Linked DNA regions of Oryctolagus cuniculus: region 1 is linked to region 2. The links are chromatin contacts, called in public Micro-C maps. All regions are on one chromosome and are shown on one strand. Each heading gives the region's core, a stretch centred on a gene start, on an enhancer-like site or on the middle of the called end of the contact. The rest is flanking DNA. Distances are from core to core; before and after follow the strand shown.

Evidence for each region. Hi-C and Micro-C count contacts between places; a contact is called where the count stands out from the background.
Region 1: a contact with region 2 is called in a Micro-C map of ear pinna, with 2.4 times the contacts expected there. The contact joins the promoter of TEP1 here to the enhancer-like site in region 2. A contact is called at or near these places in 2 of 6 Hi-C or Micro-C datasets (ear pinna and an unstated tissue).

What each region holds. Positions count from the first base shown.
Region 1 is chr12:54,337,686-54,342,440 of mOryCun1.1, forward strand. It overlaps TEP1 (telomerase associated protein 1), which reads left to right and starts at 3,258. Exons shown (of 55, transcript XR_011380826.1): 1 at 3,258-3,911.
Region 2 is chr12:54,235,012-54,239,772 of mOryCun1.1, forward strand. It overlaps RNASE10 (ribonuclease A family member 10 (inactive)), which reads right to left. Exons shown (of 3, transcript XM_070053946.1): 3 at 3,091-4,761. The coding sequence ends at 4,623. Among named protein-coding and RNA genes, the nearest start is that of RNASE10, 16 kb to the right of the region's middle. Within about 2 kb of position 2,135, at least 4 of the 8 cell types and tissues checked have an H3K27ac peak or open chromatin away from gene starts, as enhancers often do.

The DNA.
Region 1 (4,755 bases), core at 2,008-4,507, 100 kb after region 2:
ATGGCCTGGGCTTTGGAAGTTTTAAAAGATTTATAAGTTGTTCCAATGTGCTGGCCTTGCTGGTCTTAAAGCTCTTTCCCGATGGAACTAATGAGAAAATAAACTCTAGATCCTCATAATCAATGGGGAAACCACCACAAGTTGGCCTGTTTCCTGTGTCACCAGTCTCTTCAGGTCAGAGTCATGGGCTGTATCACGCTGCAGTCAGTGCTGGTCTGCGTGCAGGGTGGTGGTTCCCTAAGGCTATGTTGTCTAATGATGTAACCATCTTAGTTTGGGTAAGTATGGATGTTCATACGGTGACATAATCGCCTAATGTCACATTTCTTGTTGATCAATACATACTTATTGCATAATGATGGAGCTGCTTGCAAATGCTGTTCCTTCACTGTTGGGGCAAGTAGTTCCTAAGTGAACCACAGAGCCGGAGGCCCACAAGGTGGGACAATTATCGAAGGACTATTCCAAGGTGAGGAGGATCTGACCTTCCAGAAGAAGTTCCTACGTGAACGCCTTCCTCTCCTCGCATCTTTCTCAATATGCTCCCCCTGCAATCACCTTGCACATTTTTCTCAGGTTTCCCAGGACTCCTGTTTCCATACCGAGCCTAGACGGCCAGCGGTGGTTTCTAATGAGGGTGGTACTGCCCTCTAGGGGGTGTTTTGAAAATTTGTGGAGGCTTTTAAAACTATCTTGATCTTCACAATGATTAGGACTATTTGAGGCATTTGATGAATAGGGTCCAAGATTGTTAGACATTCAACAACTGTGCAAAGCACTCTCACCTGATGAGAGCATTCCTGCATCTCCAATGTTGAACGACTTAGTCATGGGAAAACCACTGTGGGGCTGACATCATGGCATAGTGCTTAAAGCTGCTGCCTATGACTCTGGCATCCCACATGGGCCCCCATTCATCTCCTAACTGCTCCACTCCCAGCAGTGGAAGATGGCCCAAGTGTTTGGACCCCTGCAACCCACATGGGAGATCCATGTGATGCTTTTGGCTTTGGCCTGGCTCAGCCCTGGTTGTTGCAGCCATTTGGGAATGAACTAGTAGATGGAAGACCTTTCTCTCTCTCTCTCTCTCTCTCTCTCTCTCTCTCTCTCTCTCTCTCTCTGTAACTCTACCTCTCAAATAATAAATAGGCTGGCACCGTGGCTCAATAGGCTAATCCTCCGCCTGCGGTGCTGGCACACTGGGTTCTAGTCCCAGTCGGGGCACCGGATTCTGTCCCGGTTGGTCCTCTTCCAGTCCATCTCTCTGCTGTGGCCCGGAAGTGCAGTGGAGGATGGCCCAAGTGCTTGGGTCCTGCACCCACATGGGAGACCAGGAGAAGCACCTGGCTCCTGCCTTCGGATCAGCGCAGTGCGCAGGCCGCAGTGTGCCGGCCGTAGCGGCCATTGGAGGGTGAACCAAAGGCAAAGGAAGACCTTTCTCTTTGTCTCTCTCTCTCTCACTGTCCACTCTGCCTGTCAAAAAAAAAATAATAACTCAAATAAATCTTAAAAAAGCAAAACAAAACAAGAAACCCATGGTTCTAACTTCATTTAAAATATGAACGCAAAGCATTTTATGCATAGTTTTAATGTACATTGAACTTTCTGGGAATGCAAGTATCCTGAAAATCATGGAACAATATGAACACACAGCATTTTATGCATGTGCATAAGGAATAGTCATACATTGTTTTGGTTGAAAATCTGCCAAAAGTTATTCAGTCATTTGGAAAATCTGTTAAGGTTTTTGAATCACCATTATAAAATGCCTGTATCACTCTGCGTCCATATCCATAGTTATTATACTCAGCCTGATTCTATATAGAGATATGTGCACCAAGCATCTGCATACCACATTGTGTCTTCTTGAATGTTATGACCAAGAAGTTATATATATAAACACATGACATTTAATAATAAGTCACCTTCCTCTACTACTATTCCTTTAGATCTCTTTAAGACATTTTATTAATTTTTAAAATTATGTGTGTTGAGGTAAGTTACATAATTTATGTATTGTGTTTTAGGATAATAAACAGCATAAAAATATTTGCTACTAAAAAGGGGTTTCTTAGTTTAGGTTGCCATGCAAATTACCACAGACAGTGGTTTAAACAACAAACGTTTATTTCTCAGAGTTCTGGAACCTGGAAGTCCAAGATCAGGGTGCCAGTGTGATCTGATTCTGGTGAGGGCCCTCTTTCCTGTTGCAGACTGACTTTTCATTGTGTTCTTACACGGCAGAGTGAATTAGCTTTCTGGCCTCTCCCTGTAAAACCACTGATCCCATTCATGAGGGCTCCACCCTCATGCCCTCGTTTTATCTTCCAAAGACCCCACTTACAAATACCATCACGTTGGGATTAGGGTTTCAGTATCCAGATTTTGCTGGGTACATGAATGAACACGCCATCTGCTGCAGGAAGTGTGGGGACCGTTGGGGTGGGTGATCATGGAGACGTCTAAGGAAGGAAGGTGGGGTCTGGTTCACTTAGTAGAGAAGCCAGGATGCCCCAGTTGTGAGTTGAAGCTCAGCTACCTGAGACTCAAACCTTCGTCCCTGCGGAAAGCAGTGATAGTTTCTAGAAGACGGCTAGTGAGTTTCACATGAGCGACTCATATTTCCCCTGCTACTATCTGTTCAGCTCTCTTCTTCATGACATGGTGTCACTGGCCATCGCCCTGAGCAGCCCAAAAGTCTTAGTTGTGATTTATTTCTACTCCTTGGAGACCTGAAGCACTGATTTTAACAAAGCTGTATTTCAGGTCTTCAGTCGCATTCAGGGGAGAGATGAAATCAGCAGCCACCACCCGGGGCAGATGGGTCAGCAGCTCTCCAAAGGTCACCTCTGCCTCCTTCTAACAGTAAGAGCTTCACTCCAGGGGGAGCTGGTCTTATTACTGTAATATGTGACGTTTGCTGGGGCATGTTTCTGAGCTTCCACCACACAGGTGGTGATAAGAATTCCCCCTCTTGTATGTTCCTTTCTCCCTAAAATAAGAGATAGTCATTCCCCCTTGCTCTGGAAACTACAGCTTTGGAAATGGTTCCCTGAGGTCTTTTTGTTTGCCGCAAATAAATGGCTTTGTGTGACAATGCCTTTTGGTGTGTTTCTTGATTAGACTCACCAAGAAGCACGCTCACAGTTCTGTGTGGGTAAGAAGGGAACCAGCATTATCATTCTAAGTGTCACTTGTCTGCTAAATACGGTTCCATTCTCAGGGACAGCTCCGTGTGAGCCATTCAGGATGGCTCCACACAGGTAACTGGCAGTCCACAGATCTCTCCTGTCATCCCCCGGAGACTGGAGGAGGGGAGGGACATGAGCCCAGTTCACCCTGCTTGAACTATTTGCCGTCTACACATGGTGACAGCCCATTGCTTTGGACTTTCCATTTCAAGTCTGTATTCCCGAATTAAGAATCTAGAAGCCCAAAAAAAAAAAAAAAAAAAAAAAAGAATCTAGAAGCCAATCATCTGTGGTATGTGGAAAAAAGTATCAGAGAGGCAGGGAACATCACAAATACTTTTTTTTTTTTTCCAGAAATGGTGTTTGAAGGTATAAAAGAAAGGAAAGAAACTCGCATTTGGTAGAGAGGGAACCCTAAGGCTTCTCTCAGGAGAAGTGAGGACCAGCGAGGGAAAAATGAAGCAACAGCAGCCGCAAACTCAGTTCAGGGCCCAGGAAAGGCTTCAGATGGGCGCAGCGGGCCGGGCTTCTGCCCAGCAGCGCCCCGCCTGGCCCGCGGGCTCCTCCCATTCCCGCCGGCTCCTCCTCCCGCAGCCGCCCTTCGCGCAAGCAGAGCCCGCAGCCGGGATTTTGCTTCCTGCTGCGGAGCGCCGAGACCCCCCCACGCCGGGCACCCAGCGTCTCCAGCGCCCAGTGGCTCTGGGCAGGGTGCGAGCGCAGGTAGAGCGTGCCCGGCGCCCGATGCAGAGCGCTGGGCTCTGAGGCTGAGAGCTGGGCGGTAAGCGAGGGTCTAGAAGGGCCGGAGGCTCGGGTTCGTGGCTGCAGCCGGCGTCGGGGTGCGGTGCGTGAAAGGGAAAGCGAGAGAGCAGAAGGGCGAGGGAAAGGGAGGGACAGGGCGCTGAGGGACACAGCAGGAGGAGGGAGGAAGAGAGACCAAGTGGGAACGCGTGTCGTACTTCCTTGTCCTGTGCGATCACTGCAAGGAGGGTGTGTAATGACCTCGCTCCGGGAGTGCTTCTGTACGCCGCACTGAGACCACCCCTGAAAGAGCGAGGCTGTGTTACAACAGCGAAGTCTCCAGGATACCCTGGCGCAGAATAGCGTCTACAGGATGAGCCCCTGTGTGTGAAGCAGAGGGCGTGGAGGCGTGCACTACATATATTTGTACATACATAGAAAGTGGCTGAAACTTAGGGTACCATGAGTACAAAGTGGCTGGCTCTGAAAATTCAAGCTGAGATGGGGCAGACGCTGGCTTTTCAATTGTGGTTCAGGCGAATCTCCTTTCGCAAGGGTGCAAGACATTTTTCACTTTGCTTGCTTTTCTGTCCATTTTTGTTTTCGCGTTTCGTTTCTTTGCTCCCTTTTTGTTAAGTCTTGGGTTGATTCTGAGATTCCCCACGCCTTTCCTTGGGGCCTTACACAGACCCAGTGAGTCATGAGGAAGCAGCACAGGACTCTGCGCTCACCATGCTTGATGTGTCTGTCCACGCTGATGTCCAGGGCGATATCACTGCCCTTTCTGGTCCTGGAGGCTTAGTCCCTTCAAGTCTTGGAAGCGGTC
Region 2 (4,761 bases), core at 885-3,384:
ATGATCAGCTAATAAATGTTAGAACTAGGGCTTCAACCCAATCCTTGCATGGCTGCCTTCCTGTGATGTGAAGCTCCATACATCATGTGCTTAACTGATTTATGTTACACTGACATTCGTTTGTTTTTAAAGATTTATTTATTTAGGGACCAATGCTGTGGCCTATTGGGTAAAGCCACCGCCTACATTGCTGGCTCCCACAAAGGCACTGGTTCAAGTTCCAGCTGCTCCACTTCTGATTCAGCTCTCTGCTATGGCCTGGGAAAGCAGTAAAAGATAACCCAAGTCCTTGGGCCCCTGCACCTGCGTGGGAGACTCAGAAGAAGCTCCTGGCTCTTGGCTTCAGATTGGCATGGCTCTGGCTGTTGTGGCTATCTGGGGGAGTGAACCATCAAATAGAAGAACTCTCTCTCTCTCTCTCTCTCTCTCTCTCTGCCTCTGCCTCTCTGTAACACTGCCTTTCAAAAAATAAATAAATCTTAAAAAAAGAAAAGAAATCTATCGTTGTCCTCTGACTCCTTGAGTACTCTGTCTTTAACCTTAGAAATGCATTCTTACGACTTTAGTACCCTAATTCGATTGCTTGTTCTACAGTGGCCCTTATCCACACCAGCCCACCAGAGCAGTGCCCAGTGCTGGCTTGAACAAGATCACCTCCCCTCTTCCTATCACATCAACCCTTCTGGGTCTCATTTGTCATATGATACCAACATAGATGCAATGTTTCTTTTTAAAAAAGGAAAGTACACCCAGTAATAATAGCACAGTGCCAAACTCACACAAAATCATTTATAGAATAAGGGCTATTTTGCTCTTTTTCTTGTCACTTCATAAAGGTGCTGAAAATTGCAATTTTTTGAGATTACTTTTATGCTCTGTGTGTAGGGCTGCACAATGAGTGTATAAACATATAATGCTAGGCACTAGCCTCATGGTACTGCTGGAGAGCTGACATTGTCGAACAGTGGGGCATCCCAGAGCCTCCTCAAATCCATATAAACATGTAATAGACAATTATGCTTGACTAAGCACTCATGTTTTCCTGTTTGATCTTTTTGCTTTGACTTCATGTCACCATGTTCCTCTTCCTGTAAATCGAATGTTTACCTAGTTTCTGAATCATAATTCTAATAAAGAACCAGCCCAACTGCTCCTAGAGGTATTATTTGCACAATCTGAATCACTTTCTGCAAACTAATTGGAGCCTAGTCTGCACATTTGAAGAGCAGAAAACGGTAGTCCTATGCGTAGTGTACAGGGTGAAGAGGCGTGAACATAAAAAAGCTACTATATCAAAGAATTACTGAAAATAGCAATAATTCGCCCCTTGGAGTCCCTTTCAATCCCACCAAGAATGAGTCTCCAGCAGATAACTTCATCACCTTGGGAAGGAGAAGGGATGAAGTCCAGCTCAGTTTGCTTTTCTTGGTGAGAGTGAACACATGAGGGGCTTGGGAGGAAAGTCCACATCAAGAGCCTGGTAAGCACTTGAAACTGAAGACACTACCTAGATTTAGCTACAAGCTGAGCTGGGTGGGTGTCTGTGCCCTTGGGCCAAATGGGGGGGGGGCAGGAGGGGTGAGTGTTATCCATATAAATAATTTGTTTTATAAATACATTACAAAATTAAGGGATACAAGTGAAGTATAGCAATTTATCAACAAAGATGTAGGATAATCCATAGAAAAAGAGACCTGGGGGCTGGCATTGTGGCATCGTGAGTTAAGGATCTGCCTAGACACTGGCATCCTATATGAGTGGCTGCCCCACTTCCACTCCAGCTCCCTCGTAATGCTGTTGGGAAAGCAGTGAAGATGGCCTAAGTCTTTGAATCCCTGCCATCCATGTGGGAGACCAGGATGGAGTACTAGTCTCCTGGACTTGGCTTGGTTCAGCCCAGGCCATTGTGGCCATTTGGGGAGTGAACCAGTGGATGGAAGATTCTCTCTCTCTATCTCTGTAACTCTGCCTTTCAAATAAATAAATACATCTTTTTTAAAAATGGCGAAAGTTTTGTGAATTCAGCAGAATTTGGGCTGCCATGAGTTAATTTTCTGTCCCTGGGAGGCAGGAAACCCCACAGAGGCTGTTTTTTCCTGCTTGAGCCACTAGGAGCCTGTAGAGTATTTTGTAACTTTCTTTCCGGTGATAGTCTCTATGGTCTGATAAGTCTGACTACTGGAATTTATCCAAACAGGTGACCCGGAGAGGGAGGTAGGAGACTCACTGGAACCCGTGTGGGAATCCTTAGGGAGAGAAGTGGTGGAAAACTGTGAGAGGAGGCAGCCATATATATCCACAAGTTAGAGAATGTAGGCTTTGCTCCCTGGCTAATGCTAGTCTCTTGAGGGTTGACCCTGTGACTCCTTCAGCTTTGGTTAACAAGAAGTCAGACTTGAAGCGCTTTCACATTCCATTGCCATTCCTAATGCCCTTGGTTTACCTGTCAGACAAATTCCTAATAGCACTGATTTTCTCTGCAAATCTGTTCTTTCCTCCCCTCCTCCCCTACTCCTATGCTCTCTTGCCGTGGACAATCTTGTTTCTTCAGGGAGGGGTTCTCCACCAGGAAGAGTAGAAATTTGCCTTGGTCATGTCAACACCTCCTGTCACTCCTCCACCCATGTCTAAATGTCAGAGCAGCCCACGTGTGCAGACACACTTCCTGCCTAACAGCATGGCTCCCAATAGGTCACTGCCTGGAGCGCTGAATCAGAGGTGGAAAGGCAAATACTGAATGCAGGAAGTCTGGGAGGATATGAGACAATATATTCAAGTGATTGCCCGCCAGCAAGAATAGGAAAGAAAAGGACATTATGGAATAAATGAAGGGGGAAAATGGGCAATTAAAAGTCAGCTCAAAGTAAACCAGACTCTTTCTTCCCTCCAGTCTCCCAAGCATGTGTGTCCTTGACTCTTGGGGACTTTTACGGTCTAGGAAGGTGAGGCAGAGAAAAGCCTTAGAGGGGAGGAGATCTCAAAATCAAATCCCACAGCGAATTCTGATAGCCACTTTCACAGATGTCCCCCTGCCCCATGCATGTCCAAGTACACTTTCAAAAAATAACTACAGACCCTGAATTACTTCTCTTTTCTTTTTTGCCAATATTTATTTATTTATTTTAAAGGTAGAGTGACAGAGAGAGAGAGAGAGAGAGAGAGAGAGAGAGAGAGAACTTCCATCCTCTGATTCCCTCCCTCAAAAGCCCACAACAGCTGGGGCTGGGCCAGGCCCAAACCAGGAGCCAGGAGCTCCACTTGAGGCTCCGAAGTACTTGAGCTGTCATCTGCTGCCTCCCGGGACGCCCATTCACAGGCAGCTGGATCGGAAGCAGAGACAGGACTCAAAGCCAGGCACTTCCATATAGGATGTCAGCATCCCAAGCTGTATCCTAACTGCTGAACCACATGGCAGCTCCTGCTACTCCTGGAGCTATTCGAATTTAGAGGAAACAGGGTGATGGAAGCCACCTGTACCCTCTGTTTATTCAGCCCCATGGCTTTTCCCCTCCTTGAACAGATTCAATATTTTCTCTGCTGAGATGATTCTCTCACCAACATCCTTGTTCTCCAGATAAACAGAGAGGGAAAGACGCGGAATGCAAATAGGAATTCCCCTCCAACCTACTGATTCCACATCCCGCTGAGCTTCTGATGTAGGCACGATTCTACTTTTTAGACCTAATCTGGGACTCCTCCCTCAACCCCCACCTCACTCTCCTGACCCATACTCCCTCCCGAACCCCCGCGGGAGACTCTGAATGAAGGACCAATATCTGTCTACCTGGCACGGCACAAGTGACCAGTATTGACTGAACAGATCTCTGAAAGGCTTAGAGAAAGGTCAGGCGGGGTCTCAAAAGAAAAGGAAGAGGAAGAGGAGAACCAAGGGGAGAAAGGGGTTGGGGGAAGAAACAGAGGAAAGGGGGCAGGCAGGACAGGGAAGTCAAGGAGACTGCGAGAAAAAGAAGGAACGAGAAGGTGAAGAGCGGGGGAGAAAGCTCTCTGTCCCAGCGCGTGTTCTATCTTGGTCCGCGCCCCACAGCACATTATCAGCAGACTCCCCAACCTGGGCCTTGCAGTTTTTCCAGGCTCAGAGAAAGAAAACCTGATCCACATGGTTATCCAGACGCACTCAGGCATAGAGTCAGTGTGACCGAACACACGGAGGAGAAGTGCAATTGCGCAAAGCAGAGATGTCTTCTGTGGTTGCCATGGAAGCTCAGGGTGGGCAGCAGGAAAGGCCTTGTGGACTCTTCCAGACCACACCCAAAGGCAAACTCAGGCCAGAGGGCGGGCTGATGACCAAGACTGGGTGGGACCAGGGCAGCTCTTTGTGCATCCCTTCCCCAGACAGGCAATAGGCAGGGAGAGAGACAGAGAACCTAGTGAAACCAGGCCCATCGCCCTCCTCTGCCACCTCTAATCCCTGGAAGAAAATACAAGCTGGGTGACTCTAAGGCAAAGAAGAGTTATATTTTCAGGAGAGAATGATAAGATGTAGTGCATCCTCTCTTCCCAGAACCTACTCTGCAGAATCTGTAAGAGGAGGAGAGCTACGTGAGAGAGGAATTGGAAGGGGAAGAAGGGGAGACGGCCAAGAGAGAGGAGCGATGAGCTGCTCATTGTCCGGATGCTATCTGGATCTTCTGGTCATTGCAGGTTATAAAAATGTGCTTTTCCAGAACAAAAGTGTGATAATTGCAGTGAGGGGTAAGTTGGCCTGGTTTGGATAACTTGCAGAATGTCAAATCAAAAGGC